3 separate regions of the Rattus norvegicus genome follow, and regions 2 and 3 are each linked to region 1. A link is a contact called in public Hi-C data. All regions are on one chromosome and are shown on one strand. The core of a region is the stretch at or near the end of the contact, and the rest is flanking DNA. Distances in the headings are between cores, read along the strand shown. Region 1 has its middle 100 kb from the start of Ktn1. Region 2 holds the start of Peli2 (pellino E3 ubiquitin protein ligase family member 2). Region 3 has its middle 100 kb from the start of Peli2.

Evidence for each region. Hi-C and Micro-C count contacts between places; a contact is called where the count stands out from the background.
Region 2: a Hi-C map of Schwann cells shows a contact between it and region 1, with 9 times the contacts expected there. The contact joins the promoter of Peli2 here to the enhancer-like site in region 1. A contact is called at or near these places in 3 of 12 Hi-C or Micro-C datasets (Schwann cells, frontal cortex and mammary epithelial cells) and 1 of 1 datasets of contacts at active chromatin or transcription factors (oligodendrocytes).
Region 3: a Hi-C map of Schwann cells shows a contact between it and region 1, with 6 times the contacts expected there. The contact joins two enhancer-like sites. A contact is called at or near these places in 2 of 12 Hi-C or Micro-C datasets (Schwann cells and kidney).

The regions. Positions count from the first base shown.
Region 1 is chr15:23,494,216-23,498,939 of GRCr8, reverse strand. No RefSeq gene overlaps it. Among named protein-coding and RNA genes, the nearest start is that of Ktn1, 100 kb to the right of the region's middle. Within about 2 kb of position 2,664, at least 2 of the 93 cell types and tissues checked have an H3K27ac peak or open chromatin away from gene starts, as enhancers often do. A contact at or near this core is called in Schwann cells, where this site is marked.
Region 2 is chr15:23,870,397-23,875,120 of GRCr8, reverse strand. Peli2 (pellino E3 ubiquitin protein ligase family member 2) reads right to left here and starts at 2,137. Exons shown (of 6, transcript NM_001107259.1): 1 at 1,807-2,137. The coding sequence starts at 1,883.
Region 3 is chr15:23,766,639-23,771,362 of GRCr8, reverse strand. No RefSeq gene overlaps it. Among named protein-coding and RNA genes, the nearest start is that of Peli2, 100 kb to the left of the region's middle. Within about 2 kb of position 2,687, at least 10 of the 93 cell types and tissues checked have an H3K27ac peak or open chromatin away from gene starts, as enhancers often do. A contact at or near this core is called in Schwann cells, where this site is marked.

The DNA of each region.
Region 1 (4,724 bases), core at 1,415-3,914:
GACCACATGATCTTTCCTCTAAAATATCTTCAACATCAAAGTACGAGTTTGTACTCACAGGAAAGCTATGCCTTATGTAGCTGTCCATTCCTTCTGGTTCTACTAGTAATGAAGTCAGCCTTCGACTCCTTCAGGTACATCAAGGGTGGGAACCCAAAGAATAATAGTGTGCACCAAGGCACCATCGCTATCCACAGGGCATTCATAGAACCTCCCATGGAACACCCCTCCCTCGCCCTGTGCTAGATGGACTTTGGCAATGAGTAGAAAGCTGGGACGAGCAAAGAAAGGAAAGTCTGTGCTTTGTAAATAGTAAGTGTTCAGAATCCAGAGGAAGTTAAAAATAAGTCAACCCTTCCCAGCTATAACAAAGACTGTGCCTCTCCCTTCCAAGGGTAGCTCGAGGAAGCTGAGAGGCCCTGCACTTGGCCAGTCCTCTGTTGCTTTCTCTCATTGTCTTGTGTTGTTTGCTCTAACACAGACGCAAATGAGGCTGCCCATGGGTTACTACTGCTATAATGAAACACTATGACCAAAAGCAAGTTGGGGAGGAAAGGATTTATTTGGCTTAACATGTCTCGCACCAGAGTCTGTGACTGAAGGAAGCCAAGACAGGAACTCAAGCAGGATTGAAACCGGGAGGTAGGAACTGATGCAGAGGCCATAGAGGGGTGCTGCTTACTGGCTTGTTCCCCATGGTTTGCACAGTCTTCTTTCTTATAGAACCCAGGACCTCCAGCCTAAGGATGGCACCACCCACAGTGGACTGGGCCTTCCCAGAATCAATTACTAATTAAGAAATTGCCCTACGGCTGGATCTCGTAGAGGGTATGTTCTCAACTGAGGTTCCCTCCTTTCAGATGTAGCTATGTCAAGCTGACTTAAAACTAGAGATGTTCCTCTTAGGTGACTCTAGACTGTGTAAAATAGACATATAAACCTAACTAGAACAGTTGTTTGGGGAGAAGCAGGGGTTTTCAAGATAAAAATCTGGGGCCACCATGCAAGCCTACTTATGCTAGCCCTGAGGTAAGAGGGGCAACTGAGAGGAAGCTCTACAGTTCTGAGGAGCTCAGGCAAGGCTGAGCCACTTCATAAACAAAACCAAACTTTTTTAAAAAGCCACTCTTCCCTTGGGCAGAACAGCCTGTTGTGGACTAGATGTCAGTGACCCCCAAATTCTACCCCTACCCCAATGTGATGTGTTGAGAAATGTCTGCTTTGGGCTGGGTATGGTGGCACACACCTCTAATCCCAGGACTTGGGAGGAGAAAGGAAATAGAACTCCGTGAGTCTGAAGCAAACCTGATCCACACAGCAAGTTCCAGGACAGCCAGGACTACATAGAAAGAACCTATGTCCAATAACAAAGCAAAACAAATTAAAAGCAAAGCAAAAGAGGAAGTGTGGGCCGTGGGATGTGAGTTGGTCATGGAAGTTGAGCCCTGGTCAGTGTGGGATTAGTACCCTGGGAAAGGGGTGAGTGTTCTCTCTTTTTACCACATGGTGAGAAATGGACTGGGAAATCCGTCTTCATGGGTACAAAAAGCAGGCCATCTACAATCCAAAAACAGGCTAGACCTAAGCATGCCTACCCAAGTCTCAGGCTTCTCACATTTAGCACGGTAGGGAACACACTCCTGGTGCGCATGTCTGTCTACAGAATCGGGTCGACCGTGTTCTGATAGACTAGAAGAGCCACAAGGCTGTAAGTTCCACAGAGGCTGGGGTGGGAGAGGTCACTTGCTCCTGGGGGAGCAGAGCAGTCCCCACAGTGAGAGTTTACTCACAGAAGACCTTTGGGACTGGCCTGGGAAAAACCTTGAAGCGTGGAGGAAACAGACTGTGGCCAACCCCAAGAACAAGAGAGACAAGAGCCGGCCTGGTGCTAGGAAACAAACAGTGTTTTACCTGCAGGGGGGATGGAGAACCCTGCAGCTATGATCAATCCTGACTCAGAGCTAAGTAGCCACTGACTGGGTAGTTATCACAGGCCTGGAACACAGCCGGGCATTCTTTCCACCGTGCAGAATGGAAATGAAGACAGATGTGGAATTCTAGAATAATGGAAAGAGAAGGGGGGAGGGGGAAATCACCACGGAAAGAAAAACGGGGGGTGAAATGACCTAGAAATACTCAGAGCAGTACACAAAGTGTCCAAACCAGCCAAGAGGTCCAGAGACCCCTCCCCTTTGAGTCACCACATGGGACTTGGCAACAATGTTGCAGGCTCAGATGGGAATGGAATGGAGTAGAGAGAGCGAGGCACCCACAAGGAAAAGAGAAATGGCCACAGGTAGAGTTCCATGGAGAAAGGGGAAATCACAGAATAAAGAAAAAGGCTGCTTGGTGAGCAAAAGTGACAGAGGAAGGGAGGGGTGTGTGTGTGTGTGTGTGTGTGTGTGTGTGTGTGTGTGTGTGTGTGTGTGTGTCCAAGCACTTGCCAGCCCTGAAAACAAGCCTCTCCTTACCTATGTTAAATTCTCAAGCATCCTTTCAAGAGAAATACAGCCTTTAAATTTGCTTATATGCATTGTCTGTTACCTCCCCCTAGTGACAGAACTGGTGAATGTGTGAGAGGAGCTGGAAGTTAAGGGACCCCATGATGGATGGCAATGGTGACCCTGCTCATGATTGTGGTGGTGGTGGGAAGACTTTCTTTTGTTTCTGTGGTGTGGGGTCCCTCTGTCCATGTGCGTCTGCAGGTAACCTTGCGCATCTAGACAGCTCTGGGAAACAGCACACACTCTCCCAGCCACTCAGCTCATTCTGGTACTGCTTTAGACTCAGGCTTCTTCAGCCTTTTCACATTAAAAGTCAACATCATCTAGAAATTTATACCTGAGAACTGCGTGATCGGGTTACAAGACAAAAATCACAAGCATGGGGCTGGAGAGATAGTTCAATCATTAAGGGGACTTTCTACTTTACAGAGGACCCAAGTTTGGTTCCCACCACCCACATCAAATGGCTGCTCCAATTCCAAGGGATCTGCGTCCTCTTCTGGCCTCTAAGGACTATGGTATACATACATTCTCATTCTCTCTCTCTCTCTCTCTCTCTCTCTCTCTCTGTCTCTCACACACACACACTCATGTTTTTAATTTTAAGTTACAAGCAATACTTCACAATGTTTGTTTATATATGTTCATTGTGTGGAGTGTGTACTTGCTACTTTTAGTGTGTGCAGAGGTGTGTGTGTGTGTGTGTGTGTGTGTGTGTGTGCACGCGCACGTGGAAGCCAGGGGTGAACTTCAGATGTCTGTCCCTTGTTAGTCAGTCTCCACCTTTGTGTGTGTGTGTGTGTGTGTGTGTGTGTGTGTGTGTGTGTGTGTGTGTATGTGTGGTATTATTTTATATGCATGGGTGTTTTGCCTGTATGTGTGTATCTACACCATGTGAGTGCCTGGTGTCCTTGAAAGCCAGAAAAGAACACTGAGTTACAGTTAGCAAGAGTGTGGGTGCTGGGACTTGAATCCCAGTCATCTGGAAGAGCAGCCAGCGCTCTGAACCAGGGCCAGCTCTCCAGCTCCTCTCAATCTGAACCTGATCACTCTCCTAGGCTGGTTAGTGGTTTGAATGAGAATGGCTGCATGGGGTCGTCTTTGGAAAGGAGTTCTAAAAGAAATATTTATTAGATTAGGAGGTCTGGCCTTTGAGAGAGGATAGCTCATTCTCCTCTCCCCCCTCTCTCTTTCTCCCTCCCTTCCTCCATCCCTCTCTTTCCCTCCCCACTTTGTGCTTGTCAACTAAGATGTGAGCCCTCAGCTACTACTGCTCTAGTGACCTATGTGGCTGCTGCTGTGTTCTCTACCATGATGTTTATGAACCTTCTGCAATTGTGGGACCCAAATCAATGCTTTCTTTTATAAGTTTCTTTGGTTAAGATGTCCAATAGATAAGTAATTAAGACAGAAGTTGGTACCAGGGTGAGCTGTTGCCTCGAGAGGCCCAACCATACTCTTTTGGGGGAGAAATGTGGAAGACTTAGGACAAAGAAAACAGAAGAATGCTGTAAGCTGGTTTTATGGACCACCCTAGCAGGAGCTTATAGAACAGTAGCGCTAAAAGCAATGTGGCCTAGAGAGTCCAGCTCAGGAGGATTCAGAGGGAAACAATATTAGCAGTCATGGTTGAGACGGTTCCTGTGATATTTTGGCGAAGAACCAGCTGCGGTTTTGCCCTTGTCCCAAGAATCTCCCTGAAGCTCAATTTAGAAGTTTTGGATTAATAATGCCATTGGCAGAAGAAGAGACTTCAAGGCAGCCTAATATTGACCATGTCACATGGTCATGATCGTAACAATAGCAAAGTAAAAGATAGCTTTTACTTGAACTTCAAGGAATCACTTCCTTGGAGGCCTGTCAACGGCTTCTGAGACTTCTGAGAAGGAACTCTTTCCAGCAAGACAGAAAACCTGGCCACTGAAACCCCATGTCCACCCTTGTTGTCACGCCCTTGCTCTCCAGTCACTTTTGCCTCTGTAGCCTGGCTTCTGGTGGTGCATTTCTGAGGGAGAGCCTTAGCATTCCGAGAAGTTGGAAATCGACAGATGCCTCCTTCCTGATGCTCTCTTGGGTCCTCCAAGTTCATCTGCTCATCCAGGAAGCCCAGAGAGCCAGACACAAGCAGGGAGATTTTAACTAGACTGTGTTTGGGGCAGCAATGCTCATTTAAATAATGGGCAGAATATGGTTTTTAAGCATGATGTACTCAGGGTTCCC
Region 2 (4,724 bases), core at 888-3,387, 380 kb before region 1:
GGCATACACAAGCCAGACCAGCATCTGCTGCTCCCATTTTTTCTTCCTTAAAGACCTTCCTAAAGCTGGCAAGAAGCAGCATCCCCCCCCCACCCCGCCCCCACAACGGCAGTGCCTCACTGTTAACTAACTTCAGTTGGGGACAACACAGACATCATTAGCCACTTTCGGGTTTCTCTCTCTGTCCGCCACTGGATGATACCCAATGTCCAAACAGTGTTGGCATGTGGTAGGTGCGCGGATAACTGCCCTGCCGGCCTCCCAACTACTCGGTAAGAAACCACTAAGCCATCGCGGATCCAGGAAAAGCATTCGTAAAGGACGGAGCAGGTGTTACAGGTAATGTGGTTACACAGACACTAAATTACAACAGTCCGGGATACAAACTCTTTTCCTGGCATTGGGAGTGTCCTACGCTTTTAGTTATGAGCACAAACCTCTCTCCGAGCTTACTCTACACAGCTCTGAAACACCCCAGAAGATTGCCTCAAAAGGAAATAATGAAATGGCTCTGGCATAATCTTCTGTGTCAAATCCACAGTGTTAAGCATAGTCTGAAGCCAGCCACATAAACAAAACCAAACTCCACAAAATCTGGCTGGGCTGAAGTTACATAAGACAGACTAAACTGTGGCTCCCCCCCGCCCCCACTCCCCTCTTATCCCCTCCTCTTCCCAGCGAACTCTGACATCTGTCTCCTAAGCGCAAGCAATTCCCATGCAGGTGCGGAAGGCGTTCGACTGCTGAGCTTCCAAATAAGCAACGGTGTTTCCAGTGCTACCCCCCCGCAGAAATGCTAGCAACAAAATGAGGAAGGCTAGGAAACTTTAGACGACGAGCTTAAGTCTTTAAAAAAAATTTTTTTTTAAGTCGGCACTTACTTCGAGGTAGTAATCAAAACACGTTTCTCAGAGTTCCCTGAGTCTCTGCTGGTGGGGGAGGGGGGGTCGCTTCCTCGCGTGTCTCTAAGTCCACCCATCAGCACCCGTGTGGGTCTGAATACAGATCTTTCAACAGAGGACAAAAGCGCGGGTTCCCCAGAGCGGCACATCCAAAGGGAAAACAATCCTTCCCCTGCAGCACTAAACCCAAGTTGCTCCAGCGCCGAGTTTCCTGCACTTTCCGCCTCCCCCACCCACACCCTTTTCATTGCCCACTTTAACCTGCTTTAATCCTGCGAAGCCTCCCTCCGGGTTTATTAAGGGTAAACAATAGAAATGTCACAAGGAAACTCGGGAAGTAGATGAAGTCTCTTAATTGCTGCCGTTTAACGATTGTGGATAATTACTATCTTCACAATGTGATTTTTACCAGCGGAGTGGAAGCCAAGGCGGGCAGGGTGGCGAGCTCCCCGCCGCTGGCGGGGGCATCGGCAAGGCCGAGGCTCGAGGGGTGCAGGGACCCCAGGGGTAAGGGGATCAAGGGGTACGGAGACCCAAGAGGTATGGACACCCGGGGGATCCGGGAAACGTTGTTGAGAGGACCCGGGAAAACCAGGACCAGGTCCAGGCCCTTGGCCGATCTCACTCCCGGCGCCAAAGAAGCGGAGGCCAGCCGGCCGCCCGGGTCACAGACTGGAACAATGCTTAACCCCCGCGGACTGGGCTCTGGGCTCCGGGGACAGGGCTCCGCGTTCGCGGTCCTCAGGAACGAGAAGTCCCCAGCGGCCACGGGCTCCCGGCTGCACCGAGCGACCCCGCGCGGTGCAGGAGCGCCCTCCGGGCCGCAGCAACGAGCGCCCCGGGGACCCGGGCCCTCAGGAGCGCATCCCTCCGCGACGCCCCGCCGCCCGCGTCCTCAACTCACCCCAGGACCACCAGCTCCCCGTATTTCACCGGCTCCTTGTTGGGGGAGCTGGGTTCCTCCTGGCCGGGTGAAAACATGGAGCCGTGCTCGGCCGCCGCCGCAGCCGCCTCCGCCGCGATCCCCGCCGAGTCCGCGCCGCCGCTACACTCCCATCCCGAGAACGGGGTGAGCGCGCCGGGAAACGGCACGGCGGCGAACGGGGCGCGGGGCGGCCAGTCCCGCGGCTGCTCCGTCGTGGCTGCGAGCGTCGCCCGCCGGCTTCCCCGGAGCTACACGCTCTTCCGCCGCTGCGAGCGGGACCGGACTAGGAATGCGAGCGGCGACCGGAGCCCCGCGGGAGGAGGAGCGCGCGCCGCCGGGGGGCTGAGCGGGCCGGGCAGGTGGGACGGCCGCGCCGCCGCCCGCGCCTCCGCGCTCCCGCGGCCCCCGCCCGCCAGCCCCCGCGGCCCGCGAGCGCCCCGTGTTATGTAAACATAGAGTAAAGGGGAAGGGAAGCCCTTAAAGGGGCAGCTCTGTTTTTCTCCTCACTTCCTGTGGAAAGTTGGAGCGCGGGGTCTTCGTCCTCAGCCGCGTGCCCGGGGCTCCTGGCCCCGCCTGCTTGGAAGCCAGGCGTCTTGCCCCTCCCCGCCCCCAGCTCAGGGTGCTGCGCGCCCTGATCTGGGGGTGTCTGCTTTCAAAGCCAAGCCTTTGAGGGGGGGCTTGAAAGGAGAAAGAATCTGCCCATGGGTGGGGGTGGGTGGGATAATCGAAGAACCCCAAGAGCTCCCCACCATTTCACGGGGTGTACCAAGAGAAAGAACGAAGGGAGGAAAGAAAGGAGAGAGAGAGAAGGAGGAAAGGAAAAAGGGAAAAGAAAAGTGAAAAGTTACTTTTAATCCCTTATTCACATCTCTGTCCCTTCTTTCAACCCCCTGGGGAATTTAAAAGGGAATTACCTAGGCTGATTTTTTTTTTTAATGAATACAAATGTTCCTTTCTTTCCAGGGCTTAATCAAGGCACCGTTTGTATTTTATGATTTTTTTATGTTGCTGTGTCTTTAAAATATTGTGGGCTGTGATAGTTTTACTGACTGCTGTTTTTCATCATAGAGGAATTTATTATTCTAGCATTTATTAAGCCCTTGCAACATGCTAGAGACACTACATATTATTCCTGTCACTGCCTTTCCAGACTGTTAAATATTTAAAGAAATAAATACTGCAAAAGCTACCCAGTGTATAAACAGCGAGTGTACACACACACACACACACACACACACACACACACACACACACACACTTAGGCTATGACTCTAAGTAAAAAGCTAAAAAAGAAATAATTGCACGGGTAGCCTTCCATTCTACTGCTCAGCATCGTGCATGTGTCGCTCTCTGACAGGCTATTACTGTAGTGACATGACGCTTTCTGGAATTTTACTTCAGTTAGTAACTGGCTTTTCTTCTTTTAATTGAGGCTTTGGAGATAAATTACTCCGCTATTGATGAGCCAAAAATAAACTTTATTAAACAATTACCTTATTTCCGCTAATTACAGAAATTCTATTCTTAGACTGAAGGCAACTAGCTATCCAGCTTATCCTCTGTGCTTTTCTCTGTTATGAAAATGTAAAGGTTTAGCCAGCGACCCTCCTTTAGACAGTTGAGTTCTTTCTCTTCATCCAGTGTTGGTAGATTTCCGTAGGATGGGTGTAGGTTTCCTTACTCCCTGGTCCCACTTACTATATCGTCTATGTGACTGTCAGCAACCCTCTGAGTCCCGTCACAGTTACCCATCTCCCTAATTATAGTACCTCTCTCTGTCATGTGAACTTCCCCCAGTCTGCTCTGTTGCTGCCACTGATCTCTAGGCTACAATTACCCCCTTCTCTCTTGGCACGCTGTGCTTTTGTGCTTGCATTTCACTCTTCTGGCTCGTTTCTTCCTTGCTGCGCTCTGCATCTGCTGTTAGGAGGATGGAAACAAATATTTATTAACCTCCTACTAAGTCCCAAACTCGAGGCTGAGTGCTTCCTATAAGCTGTCCCAAGCTTTGGCAGAGACACTCCTCCATTGCTGTCAGCTGGTCCAGACACCTCCGCCCTCCACAGGGGCATCTTTCTGTTCTCTCCCAGCATGTTGGTAGAGCTTTAGTCTGTCTTTGTGGAAGTTACTTACAGGTAGTTCTGCTTTCTCCGAGTTTTTGTATCTGTGGAGGCTTTGATCTTAGGCAACTCTGGACTTGTAAGTGTATCAGTTCTGTCAATCACTGTAAACCTTGCAAGCTTGCAGACTGGGAAGCCAGTCTGTTGATGGCCAGCGGGAATGGATGCATAAGAATGACAGGCGAGGGATCCGAGTGAACGAATGGACCAAGTAGGGACTGGCGGCACATCGGTGGTCCTGTGGCCTCAAAAGAAATATCAGACACTCATCTCTACCTACTTATTGCCACGCGAGAATGATAGCTCACTCTTACGTATGAAATCAATTTTTAAGTTCCCAATCCCGATTGCACATAGACTTCTAATATTGAGCGGTCAGAAATGCATCTGAGCTTTTTGGACTTGCACACATAATATCACTTTATTGTTTGGCTGCCCTTTATATGCGATGTGGACCCATTGAAACTATGTCCACTTTCTAGATGGTTCCCAAAGCCCCCAAATCTGCTTTTGCTGATTTTAAGGAAGGCCACATGAGTAAATTAAAGAATACGTCTCAAACCAGATCAAACAGTAGAACTGTGAGTTTGTGGTGAGCTCAACTTTCTCAGAGTTTATGGTCTGGGACCCTAAAATAGCCAGCTTTCATCTCTCTCTTCCCACCCCTTACCTGATCAGTTGTCTGCTACAGCTTCAACCAGCAAGAGCATAACCCCCTCCATCCCAGCTAACACTAGGAATCTGATTGTAACAGGAATTTATCCCCTCCTGAATAAT
Region 3 (4,724 bases), core at 1,438-3,937, 270 kb before region 1:
ACAAGATACCTGCCATGGGCCAGTTAAGAGCAAGGACTAGTAATGGGGTTCCTTCAATATCACTTGACGCCTCCTAGGTTGAGTTCTTTTTAACTTCTACCCCAAACACTCTCTCTCTCTCTCTCTCTCTCTCTCTCTCTCTCTCTCTCTCTCTCTCCCCTCAAATACACACACACACACACACACACACACTTACTTCTTATTTTCTCTATTCTTCTGAAACTTTCTTGATGTTGCAACCTCGAAGTGAATGGACTGGGCAGGGAGAGACAGTGGAGAATGGGGTGGGTGCTGAACTCTTTGCTTTAGATGATGGCTTGGATTTGAAAGTTTGGGAAATCTGGGGGAAGAGCAGAGTGAGGAAGTCACCTTGGGAGGCCACAGTCCTGCAGCTATCGTCACTGGGAAGGAATATCACAGCAGGAAAAGATGATGGAGGTTGTCTGTCACGAGATTTAGTGTCTCCTAGCTCTCAGCTCTAATTTAGGCAAGGGAGCCCTGTGAGCCATGCTGAGAGAATAGGCCAGGGCATGGCATGAATACGGACAGGCCAAAAATGGCAGGTGGTCCATCATCCCTCGGTGCATGCTACAAACTCAGTGGCCAGGTGTTCCAGGCATGGGGGTAGCAACAGTCTGCAGCACTCAGAAAGCATAAGAAGAAACTGTATCTGTTTCCCATGTAGGATAGGGGTTCTACTCTGAAGCAATGACTCTAGAAAGTTCCAGTCCCCGTGGGAAAATCCAAGTGAACCCTGCAGACCTCAAAGAAATGACTTAGCATTTAAAGGAAAACATCACACCTATGGGCAATTGGGGTGGGGTGGGGCACAAATAAAGAAACAAGGACAATAATGTTACAAGTAAGCAAAGACTGGGCAGTTGGCCTTGACTTCGTTCTAGGGAAAGCAGATGCCAGGTGAATCCCAGATTCCAGGGAAGGCTGTAGAGCTACTGACTCATTGGTGTCTGAGGTAGCAATGGCAGAGAAACACATGGCTGAGTTTTCTCGTAAAAGGCATCAGACGTGAAGGGGAAATTCTTAGAATGAAAAGAAGAAAGGAAACACTCTTCTTGTTTATGTGGAGGGGTGATGGGGGTGACCTGTGAGGGGGCACTAGGAAGGGGGGCAGTGATTGGAATGTAAAATTAATTAAAGATATTTATAAAAAGGATAGGAAGGAAGGAAGGAAGGAAGGAAGGGAGGAAGGAGGGAAGGAAGGAGGGAAGGAAGAAAAGGGGGCTGGCAGGGGCTGGTGGCAGTTCAAATGTCAATCAGTGGACTGCAAGATTCTAAGCTCTCAGCTTCGGGGCCACACCTCTATGATTCATCTACCAGAACTCCTGTTGGTATTAATCTGCCCTTCTAGCTCTTAGAAAGTAGCATGCATTCTTAAGTGTATGCTTTCTTTATGCTTTGGCCAGGTAGATAATAGAATATCAAAGATGGAGATGTTTGTCATCTGAATAAGGACATCCCCACACAGGTAGGAAAAGGATTTTGATCTTTTTTAGTTATTGTACTGGGGTGACCTGAGACAATACTACAGAACACTCTTGCCTGTTGCATTTCTCTCTCTTGTCTGTTACTTGCTTATTTCTTCCTCGTACCAGATAGCTTAGGTTTACAGAAAATCCTTTGTATTTTTCGTGGCCCACCAGTCACATGAGAACGCTAGTCTTTTGGGGGGAACATTTGGGGGTTGGGGAACAAGGTAGGTGTTGCCAGACTGTCTTGGCCATCATTGGACTGACAGATGTCACAACCAGGTTGTCCTCCTGCCTAAGCAGTTGGAGGGAGCCAGGTCATTTCACCAAGCACAATCCAAGGGCACACGCACACCCAGGCAGTCCGTAAGCACGAGGCCCAGTCAATCCAGACATTCACGGCTCTCAGCAGGCATGCAGCCTCATTGGTAATCAAGGCTAAGTCATCCAGTTTGCTCATAAAAAGATGGGCTACGTCTCTTGTACCAGAGAACACTTAGGAAGAGGGGAAAGATCACTGTGTTGAAAAGTTCCACATGCCTATAGATAGCCTTATCCTTAGGACAGCTTGGTTAAAGGACTGTCAGGTCTGCTGCCTTCTTCACTGTTCCTTAGCTGTCATTCTTAGAGTTCTGTGTGTGCAAAGGATTCTGATCTTGCTGTGAAAGCATCTTCAAACATCCTCCATATTTATCCCAGAGTTCTAGAGGCACCGAAGGCTCGGGGCTTCCCAGTTAAATTAATGTTGGGGAGAAGAAACAGGGACATGTCTTTGATGGTGATGGGTTGTGAGGAAGTCTGTCCTGTTCTCCTAGAAACTCTGACTCCCAGCACAGGGCAGGTTCAGTGCCCTACTGGGCTCCGTGTGCCCTGTAGCTCTGAGGTGGGAGCAACTAGTAATGTATACTGCCCAGTCCATCCCTGCTGTGGCTCTACTTGGCCCTGGCAATGGCCTGTGAGGTCTCTGGGCTTCTGCACTGTGCGTGGGCCCTTGGGAGGAGGTGGTGGCACAGTATGGACATTCTCTCCTCACCCACATAAATCCTCAGAGGTCTCCCTCCGTGAGCTCATAAAAAAAAAGTCCTTTATCTAATTCATGGCCCAGGGAATTGAGCTCGCTGGCTAGAGGCTTTCCAAGTCATTTCTCAGCAATTCATTACACAGGGAAAAACAGGTCCTTTTTGTTCTCAGTCTTAACCTAGGAATGCAACGCCTCCTGCCAAATTGATTAACAAAACCTGTGCACAGCGCTGAGCGCCCAGGCCAGTTTCTTAAATGCGCTAAAACTTGCTGACCATTGAAATGTAAATTTTTACCTTTGGCTGGAAGTCTTCTCAGCTTGTTGGAAATATCAATGTCACTTTCAAATGTCCAGGATCACTCCAGACCAAGCAACCGCTGTGAGAGCTAAGGCTTACCATGTGGCAATCAAGAGAGATTGGCCAGATGCCTTCTATCTCCTTGGCAGAAGAGAGGGCTTTGAACAAGCAGGTCACAGATTGAGAGGCAAAGATTCCCCCTCACTGAAAGTGGCTTCGGGCTGAGCAGAGCCACCCTCACCCCGCAACCCGAGAGAGCCAGAAAGCTCAGGACCCCGTCCACAGCCATCACCGTGACTAGGACAACTGGGCCTTTTGCTCTCCAGGCTGACCCATGCACACACTCTGGACAGAGCAATTTTCAAAGGGCTCCAGAACAACACATTTTTGTGCAGCAGAGGTCTACTGAGCCATCTCAAGGAATGGTGCCACTGGATGCGAATCTCAGTGTGCTTGCGCCTTGTATACGTGTGCAGGTGTGTACGGAGACCAGATGACAACCTCGAGTGTCATTCCTTGGGCACCATCACCTTTTTAGTTTTTGATTCCTCTTGAGGCAGTCGTGGAGGATACTGTGGGCTGGACTGGCTGGACAGTAGCCCCAGGTATCAGTCTACTCCCACATCTATAATCCCACATCACTGGGATTATAAGGTCTTGCTAGCACACCTGGCTTTTTTAAAAAATAGACCCTGAAGATGAACTTGGGTCTCTGTACTTATGTGACCACGACAAGCGCTTTACTGACTACCAACTCTCTTCTCGGTATACCTTTAACAATTTATACAAAGCCACGTTTAGAAATCTGCAATGCTTACTTTATTAGACAGCTGTTGCTTGAGGCAGGCTTACCTTGTGTATCCCAGGATGGCCTCAAACTCACACTTCTCCTGCTTCAGCCTCCCAAGTGGTGGGATTAAAGGTATGTGTGCCACGACACCCGCCCTGATTTATATATTTTTATAATACATGCCTATGGGAAAACCGGAAACTCATGCCTCCACGCTCCCACTCTCACTGCCAAGGTTAGAGATGTGCTTTGGGCCTTGGATTCTCTCCAGTATCTACGCTTCTCTTGGTGAACAGTGGTCACACTTGTACTTAGTAGTTGTCACCACCGCCATTGAACATTTGGGAAATGACTGTGCTCCTGGCGCTTGCTAAGGCCCCTCCTCCCCTGTGGTGGCCCGTGTGAAGTGGCACTATTAGGAGGTGTGGCCTTGTTGGAGTAGGTGTGGCCTTGTTGGAGTGGGTGTGGTCTTGTTGGAGGAAGTGTGGTCTTGTTGGAGTGGGTGTGGACTTGTTGGAGGAGGTGTGGCCTTGTTGGAGTGGGTGTGGTCTTGTTGGAAGTGTTACATCACTGTGGGGTGGGCTTTGAAATTCCATCCAGTGTGGAAGAGTCATTTCCTCTTGGGTGCAGTTTGGTCAAGATGTAGACCTCTCAAATCCTTCTCCAGCATGTCTGCCATGCTTCCTGCCAGGATGATAATTGACTGAACCTCTGAAACTGTAAGCCAGCCCCAATTAAATGTTTGCCTTTGCAAGAGTTGCTTGGGTCATGGTGTCTCTTCACAGCAATGGAAAACCCTAGCTAAGACATCCCCACCCTCAACACACATACTTTTTGCATAGTATTCCTAAAAGATTGGTAGGTCACTGGACCCACAGTTACTGTTCATTGCAAGGGTAAATTCAGAAAGCGCATTTTGTCTAGAACCTACTAAAATCCAGGTGGCCCTAGGGTAGTTTATGTCTTTTAAAAACTTTTTAATTCTATCTTGTTTTGCATGTATATGTCTGTTGGTATGTGTGTGCATGCACACGCAAGGCTACATTTGCATGAGTGTTTTCAGGCAAGCATGTGTGTGCTATACACAGGTATATGTGGGGCAGAGGCTGTTGTCTGGTCTTTACCCCA